Regions from separate parts of the Mus musculus genome. Here regions 2 and 3 are each linked to region 1. A link is a contact called in public HiChIP or PLAC-seq data. All regions are on one chromosome and are shown on one strand. The core of a region is the stretch at or near the end of the contact, and the rest is flanking DNA. Distances in the headings are between cores, read along the strand shown. Region 1 has its middle 27 kb from the start of Hlf. Region 2 holds the start of Stxbp4 (syntaxin binding protein 4). Region 3 overlaps Stxbp4 (syntaxin binding protein 4).

Region 1 (2,562 bases), core at 24-2,523:
AAGGCCAGCCTGGTCTACAAAGTGAGTTCCAGGACAGCCAGGGCTATACATAGGGCCGAGGAGGTAGCTTAATGGTCTACTCCTTGTTTACTTAGTATAAGTACCAGGTTCCATCCTCAGTTCTGAAAAGGTCACAAGAAAGTTGCATGTATTTTTCATGGCAATCTGACTCACAGGAGTTTCCTAAGACCAAGGAGAGAAACACCATGGCCACGGACATTCTTTTATAGCCAGCTTAGAATCACAATCACAAAAAGAATATACATTTCAGCCATGCGCATGGCTAAGACAATTCTAGTAAAAACTCCCCAGGGAAATATTATGCAACCATTAGTAGTTCTCTTTGTTTGGAACACTTTCCCACCCCCTCTGCCTAGCGTCTCTGCCAGCTCACTCCCACTTAAGCCTTCAGAACTCAGGGTACCCACCCCTGCACTTGGACGCCCCTCTTCCCCTACTTACATAACTCCTGGGCACACCTCAGTCAAGAGATTTATATAGCCTGCTGCATGGTAACCCATTGATTTGGCCTGTCAGTCTCTCTTCTGGATCGCACTCATTGAGACAGAGGTAGCATGCAACAAGTTCAAAGTCAGAGGGAGAAGGCGAGGGAGGAGGGGGTTGACTGGGAGGAGAGCAGTGAGCAGGATGCAAAGTGAATACGTAAAACATAAAATAATAATAATAAATCAGAGAGGGGGCACAGGAAGCAATTACTTCGAATGCGTACCATTTGGCTTCAGCTGTCTAAGAACTGGGTTCACAGCCCATATCCACCCCTGTCACAACCCTTTCTGCCCATCACCCCACTTCTTCCACAACCTCCTATAGAAAGGGGAAAGTGTGCTTTGGAATGGGAGTTTTCTGAGGTTAGTGGGTGGAAGATTAGAAAGGGGGACTGTGAGACATTCCTGCAAAATTCCATTAACCTCCTTTGTATTTTCTTTCAAACTTTGTTTACCCGAACATAGGAGTTGCCCTCAGGTACTGGGGCAAAGGATTGCAAAAGGGTCCTTGAAACTGTTTTCACTTCAGGGTGACCCAGGTTTGCTCTTTCCTTGCAAACGGTGTTGTAGATGGAGACCAGTGGAGTCAGCCTGCCTGTGACATGCGTTCCCAGGCCACTTTCCTCCCCACTCCAATTTCAAGCTCTGCTCCTAGTCACATCGCCCGGCGTTCGCTTCTGCCCGCCCGACTCCCGATCAAGAGCTCTGAAGGGAGGATAACCTACAAATCCTCCCGCGGCTGGCCCGCCCCTGCCCGCGCCCGCCCGCTCCCGGCCCCATCACGTTGACTGCCGAGCGCATCTCGGCTGCGCCCAGGCGGGGAGGCGCCGAGGGTAGCTAAGGGGAGCGGGTCACGTGAGAGGAGGAGCCTGACCTACTTTCAGTGGCGGGAGGCGCATGCGTACTGGGCTCCTGCGCTCCGGGCGGGAGGCTCACGTGGAATCGCACGTGCCCGGGCGTCCGGGACAGGGCTGCACAGCCCAGGGGCTGCACTGCAGGAGGAGCGGGTGCAGATCGCGGGGTGCGCGGGTGCTGCTTTGGTCAACGTGGATCTGAAGTTTGCAGCGTCAGATTCAGCTCTTCAGACTTCAAGGACTTTTAGGAGTTTCAACAGCCCTTGGAAATCTGTAACTCGGAATTTATCCTGGGAATTGAGGCCCCCCTAGAAGCATCATAACGCCGCAGCCAAGGCAAGGGGGTAAAATAACCTAAATGCCTGAGACAGCGTCACATCAACGAGCTCAGTTCATGGAAACGAGGAAGATGGTTGGACCACACTTGGAAAGAGCAATAACTGGGAAATAGCTCTGTAGACATCCAGGCAGGAAAATCCTCAAGATATATTTATGTGCTTTTAATCCTTTTTAGGGAGTAGGCGGGCAGCAGTTTGACACTGTAGCACAACACATGGCCTCAAATTAGTGGCAATTCTGCCTCAACCTCCTGAGTGCTCAGATTATAGACCACCACTCCTGGCTCCATTAAGCGACCGTTGTTTTTTCATTATGCGACTAAAAAAAAAAAACCCAACAACTATAAACAGTGTATAAAATGTTAGCACTTGTATGAAAGATTACACCCACATGAACTCCTCAACACCCCTCCCAGAACCCACTAACTCTAGAAAGGTAGAGAAAAGATTTGGGAGGCTGAGAACAGAGGTTTAGTGACTACCAGTGCTGGAGTAACTTAAATTTTGTACCTTATAGGACTAGCTTGCTTTTAGCATTTAAAGAACCTGAACAGTTTAACTGTATTGGGTGCGCAGTTTTGGGGTTTTATGTGAACCATTTTCATCTCCTTAACAATATCTGCTTCATTGCCAGCTCCTCTCAGCTCGGGTCTGAATGGCTATAAAGCATTCTGATAATCTGCACGCGAAGTTTTGAGCTCCTGAGTTAAACTACCTGAGTGTCTCAACACCTTTGAGAGCCTCCCAAGTTGGGCCTATGGGGTGGGGTTGTGGGGAGGGGCATTACCCAGGGATTCCCAGAGATATATATTTGCATAATAAAGCTGTTTCCCACCTGCTATTAGCATTCACTCTCCCAATGAC
Region 2 (2,562 bases), core at 35-2,534, 220 kb after region 1:
GCAAACTAAAAAGGTGTATGGCTCAGTGAGAGTCAAGGAATACGTGCTGATTGACTGATAGCTCTTCCAGTTTTCGGTTCCAATCCACAATGTGGGGATAGTTAGACCCACAGAGGCCATCAGAAATAAGCTCTAGCTTATGGAGGTGGAAAGGTGGGCACGAGAGAGCTATTGGCTTCTTACAGCTTCTGGAAGAAGGAAAGTCAGTTTTCTTTAATGGTGCAATTGATCACACCGATCACACTCACAGACTAACACATCAATGAGTTAGTTCGCCTTCAGCCTGGACTCTGGATAATAATAATGTGGGGGGGGGGGTAGTTTTGGGAGGAGCCTGGAGTAGGGGATGAATATGACCCAAATACAGAGTAAAATACCCTCAAAGAATTAATAAAACCAAACCATTATTTTGAAAAAGAAATGACCTAACTTTTATAAAATTCTTACTATGCTTCAAGCAATGGCAAAAATCATATTATATTCTTACCCTCCTTGAATTACTGTGATTTCCATTCACGAAATAGGGCCATCAGGTTACGGAGAAGTCATATTAAAATTAAACTTATGCAAGGACAAGACTTGTGTAAATTCATTGATGCTTAACCTCCGAATCTGCTCTCAGTGCTATTTAATATTTATTGGTCCTTGTTTGTGGAACATTTAGAGAACTGAAGAAAGCTTTAGCGTATTTCCCAGGGGTCTGTGCCTGCAAGATGCACGTCTTTATTCCTTCAGTCCCTCCTTTAAAGGCCCTCCTGTCCTGGTCCCTCTATTCTGAACAAACTTGGTTTTTTCGGCGGCTGTCTGACCTAATGGTTTTGCTGGGTAAACAGCAGAGGGGTGATGAGCGCAGTGGGAGACATCTGCCCATGGGGCTGAGAAGATGCACAGGTCGGGGTGTTGGAGAGAAAGGCGGTTCTCATACTAAGTGTTCCAGAAAGAGGGACGTTGGTTTGCCTGCGCTCAGTCAGCGGCGGAAAGCAACGGGGCTGAGCGAACCCCAAGTGAGAGCCCCGCGGCAGAGCTGCCGCTGGGGGCCGCTAGGTCGAGACAAAGGCTGGCGAAGTTTGGGGAGATGGGGATACAAGCCCCAGTGAGGAGCTTGCACGCCGAAGGCCCAAATGCATTTTCTGCAAAGTAAACTAAAGAAGCATCCCAAGGAAACAAAAGTGCGAGGCACAGTCACTTAGCAAGAAAACGCGAACTTACCCTCTTCGGGCCACCCGGCCTCCGTAGCGCCACTGCTAACTGTGGAATCTGGTAGTCAAGGCAGCAGCGGAGGCTCAAGCCGGGTACCGCGAGACTCGCGAGGTCTCGCGAGATCTCGCCAGCGGCCCCGCCAGGCGGGCATTCTTTCCGGGGGGTTATGGGAGGGCTCTGGTGTCCGGGATGGAGGTTGGTGGCTTCGTGTGGCCGGGGCTGGAGGCAGCCCGGGTGGTCAGGGCGGACTGTGGTGAACGCAGAGCTGGTGCTTAGGCCCGGGTGGGATGGGCTCGGAGGCGCGGAGCGGGGTCTGAGACGCCTCGGGACATGGAAGCGCCCGTGCGGGGTCCGGGGGCCCGCGACGCAGCCGCCACGGCGGCCGAGGAGCAGCAACCCTTTCCAGCGCGCGCAGGAGGACGAGTGGCGGCGGCGGAACAAGACGGTGCTCACCTACGTGGCCGCGGCCGCCGTGGGCATGCTGGGGGCCTCCTACGCCGCGGTGCCCCTCTATCGGCTCTACTGCCAGGTAAGGGAGGGGACGAAGCGCGGCACGGATCCCACCTGAGCCATCCCCCTGCCGGGGAGGCCGAGGTCACCCGCCGGAGGGGGGAGGGGGGCGTCGCCTCGGATCCAGACCGGGAAGGACGTGCCCAAGGTCACTAAAAAACCTTGCAAGTGGAAGCCGGTTCCGGTAATGATGGAGCTGGTGCCACCCTTCAAAGGGCTATCAGCACAGCCATTCTGTGAAGCGCGGGGAGAAGGTACCGCTGACACTTGGTGAGTTAGAGCGGCTGTCGCATACCTGGAGGTTCACAGGACACCTCCCCTGCCCCAGATAGTTGTCCAACCTAAAATGCTAATAGTATACAGTGGTGCCGAGACCCACAGAAATGGAATTGACACTCCTGTGTTCAAGCTTTCCTCATTCTAGGTTAGCATCATCAGCCTAGGCTAGTTTAGCATCATCAGGCTAGGCTGGGTTAGCCTGAGGTTTAAAAAAAAAAAAAAAGGAAAAAAACCCTAAAATCAAGTTCCACGTTAAGCACCGATATTTCCAAAAGAATGCCCTGTTACTTGTGGAATCAACGAGTTTTAGAGAAGGAAATAAATAAATAAGGGAAGCCATAGAATGGTCCCTCTTCATGAGCAAATTAAAATGTAACCCAGGAAAACTGTGACAGACTCAGTAATATAGGCTTGAGCCCAGGACATTATTTTTCTGTTTTCTACCTTTTAGTTTAAACACCAAACTTGAGAAACTTCAATAACATGTCCCTAGAATATATAAGGAATTGTTTTGTTATTGAAAGACGGAACACTTAACTTGCTTTTTCTTCAGCGGATTTAAATCCTTTATGA
Region 3 (2,562 bases), core at 30-2,529, 130 kb after region 1:
ACCACTTGATAATCCTGTGCAAATCTCTTAAAAGTATATTACTTAAAAGCACAGGATTAGGGAGTAGTTCAACAGTAGGGCCAGCCTAACAGTACTAGCCTAATATGAATAAGGTCCTTCTTTAACACCTAATACCATAAAAAAAAAACCAAAAAATTAGACTATTAAACACTAGCAACTTTTCCTCCAAAAGTAACTAATTATTGTATTAAAAATGTTTTTAATATTTTGGTAATTTCTGAAACATTTTCATAATGAGGTTAATGTTACATGGCATAACCACGCCTGTTTTACAATATGTACAGCTCAACAGGCATTTGTAACTAGCATTCCCAACCAAGCGCTGCTGCTTTCGCAAGTGCTATGTGCTCCCGGCAGGCACGCTCTTATCAGTGGTGGGTAAGGTGCTGGCCTTCTGCAGAGCTGGTTTAAATGAGCAGATTATGTAGGGAATGGTGGGGACTCTTCAAAGCTAAGCGGAAAAATTTTTTTTTCATATTTTCTGCTGTGCTGTTTTAAGACTAGCTCCATTTTCATTTGGTATGTTAAAGTGCATAAGCCTTCTATGCTGAAATATTCATAGCTCAAATTTGTTTTGTGTTCTCTCTCTCTCTCTCTCTCTCTCTCTCTCTCTTTTTTTTTTTTTTTTTTTTTTTTTTTTTTTTGGTTTTTTCAAGACAGGGTTTCTCTGTATAGCCCTGGCTGTCCTGGAACTCACTTTGTAGACCAGGCTGGCCTCGAACTCAGAAATCCTTCCTGCCTCTGCCTCCCAAGTGCTGGGATTAAAGACATAAATACCCATGACTTATTTTTTTTAATTGGATATTTTATTTATTTACATTCCAAATGTTATCCCCTTTCCCAGTTTCCCCTCTGCAAACCCCCTATCCTATCCCCCTTTACCTTGCTTCTGTGAGGGTGTTCCCACCTACCTACTCCTGCCTTACCGAGCTAGCATTCCTCTACACTGGGGCTTCAAGCCTTCATAGGACCAAGGGTCTCCCCTTCAACTGATGCCAGATAAAACCCCTTCAGCTCCTTCAGTTCCTCCCCAACTCAATTATTTATAATTGAGGAATTTCTATAAAGCTATAAATTATCAATTTATTCTAGTTTATACTCTCAGTGATATAATACACAATACACACACACACACACACACACACACACACACACACGCCCGCTATGGTTTTTGAAGGCTAGTCATGATTAAAGATGGTAGGTACACTGTGGGCAATAGACACATAGAGATGCTCAGCTTGCTTCCATAAGGTTCTCAGTATCCTGTATTGCAACTGAGAGGCCTTCTAGAGGAGCCTGGTTTAGTATTCCTGACATTGAAAGAGATAAAACATGACAAATTCAAACTTGGATTTCTCATTAGTCATCATAGGTCTTGTGCAAAAATTCATTAGCTTGTATAATGCCTCAAGTTCTCTAATCGAAGAGCAAAACTCATCCCTTGAATCTCCTCCTTCCATCGCCACAAAACAAATTAGCAAGCTCAAAACCAGAAAGAGAAAATCCGTGCCATCAATTAAACGTTAAATAGTTCCAGGCCTGAATGGCTGAATGGAACAATGTTGACCAACGACCCAATTAATTCGGGGCCTGTGCTTTTCCATCTCAGAGCTCTTTGGATAAAGGGAGGCTCACGACTTCCATGCCACCCTCTTCACAACACAACATCCTATCGTTGAATAATAGAAGACAAACACTGACCTAGTTAGGACGTGCAGATGAAAAGAGAATGAAAACAGGATACACGGCAGAGGCTAGGAAACCATGGTAACCAGAGAGGGCTGTTTGCTTACTTTATTTTGGTCAGAATAATCAGCGAGCTGAGCCTTTAGTTCTGAGACCTCAGCCTCTAGCAGACGGATCACCTCTTCATAATCCATTTCCATCCCGTGTGCCTGCCGCTGTGCAGCTTCTGCGAGATGAATCCGGCTTCGCAGAGCTCGGGTTTCCTCAGCTACAGCTTTGGCTTCCTAAGGAGTTGAAAGTGAATGCAAAATGAAAAAAAAAAAAAATGAAAACAGACTTCTCCAGTTGACAGAAATAGTTTTCTCATTTTGGTAGTTATGATTACAATGTTTAACATGTCTATGTCCTCTACCAACCACCTAAAAACTAATGAGCATATTATTTCATTATGGGAACCCTTTTGTTTGTTTCCTGAAAAAATTTTTTTTTTGCGTAGAGATTTTTTTTTCTGTATAGAGATTCTGTATAAATGTTTAGTGCTACACAGCTAGCGTCATTTCTGTAAAAATGAAGAGAGTTTAAAGAAAACTGACAATCAAAACTAGACAGATAGGAACTGATTCTAAAGAAAAAAGGAGCTACAGAAAAAACTCATAGGTAGCGGGGTTGATGGTCTCAGAAGGCCAAGTAACGCCATCAGATGCTGCAGAGAGCTGCTACAGGGCTTCTTGGTGGACCAAGGCCAGAGGCAAAGCTTTCCTCCTAGATATCAGACTGTGGCTTCCTGCTTTGGTAGTAGCATCATATATAATTGTTTGTCTGTTGAATACAATGTTCAAGAGACAATTACTAAAT

The links. HiChIP or PLAC-seq counts read pairs in DNA pulled down with a chosen protein or histone mark.
Region 2: an H3K4me3 HiChIP or PLAC-seq map of forebrain shows a contact between it and region 1, with 4 times the contacts expected there. The contact joins the promoter of Stxbp4 here to the enhancer-like site in region 1. A contact is called at or near these places in 1 of 39 promoter capture datasets (neural stem cells), 3 of 484 Hi-C or Micro-C datasets (embryonic stem cells, frontal cortex and muscle stem cells), 6 of 115 datasets of contacts at active chromatin or transcription factors (bone marrow-derived macrophages, craniofacial prominence, embryonic stem cells and 3 more) and 3 of 9 other capture datasets (adipose tissue, liver and pancreatic islet).
Region 3: a contact with region 1 is called in an H3K27ac HiChIP or PLAC-seq map of neural progenitor cells, with 4 times the contacts expected there. The contact joins two enhancer-like sites. A contact is called at or near these places in 6 of 484 Hi-C or Micro-C datasets (brain, cerebral cortex, group 2 innate lymphoid cells and 3 more), 3 of 115 datasets of contacts at active chromatin or transcription factors (astrocytes and neural progenitor cells) and 1 of 9 other capture datasets (pancreatic islet).

The regions. Positions count from the first base shown.
Region 1 is chr11:90,416,753-90,419,314 of GRCm38.p6, forward strand. No RefSeq gene overlaps it. Among named protein-coding and RNA genes, the nearest start is that of Hlf, 27 kb to the left of the region's middle. Within about 2 kb of position 1,274, at least 213 of the 459 cell types and tissues checked have an H3K27ac peak or open chromatin away from gene starts, as enhancers often do. A contact at or near this core is called in astrocytes, cerebral cortex, craniofacial prominence and 7 more, where this site is marked.
Region 2 is chr11:90,636,824-90,639,385 of GRCm38.p6, forward strand. It overlaps Stxbp4 (syntaxin binding protein 4), which reads right to left and starts at 1,285. Exons shown (of 18, transcript NM_011505.2): 1 at 1,210-1,285. Cox11 (cytochrome c oxidase assembly protein 11, copper chaperone) reads left to right here and starts at 1,361. Exons shown (of 4, transcript NM_199008.2): 1 at 1,361-1,729. The coding sequence starts at 1,367.
Region 3 is chr11:90,546,997-90,549,558 of GRCm38.p6, forward strand. It overlaps Stxbp4 (syntaxin binding protein 4), which reads right to left. Exons shown (of 18, transcript NM_011505.2): 13 at 1,815-1,991. Among named protein-coding and RNA genes, the nearest start is that of Gm34850, 75 kb to the left of the region's middle. Within about 2 kb of position 1,280, at least 56 of the 459 cell types and tissues checked have an H3K27ac peak or open chromatin away from gene starts, as enhancers often do. A contact at or near this core is called in astrocytes, cerebral cortex, group 2 innate lymphoid cells and 1 more, where this site is marked.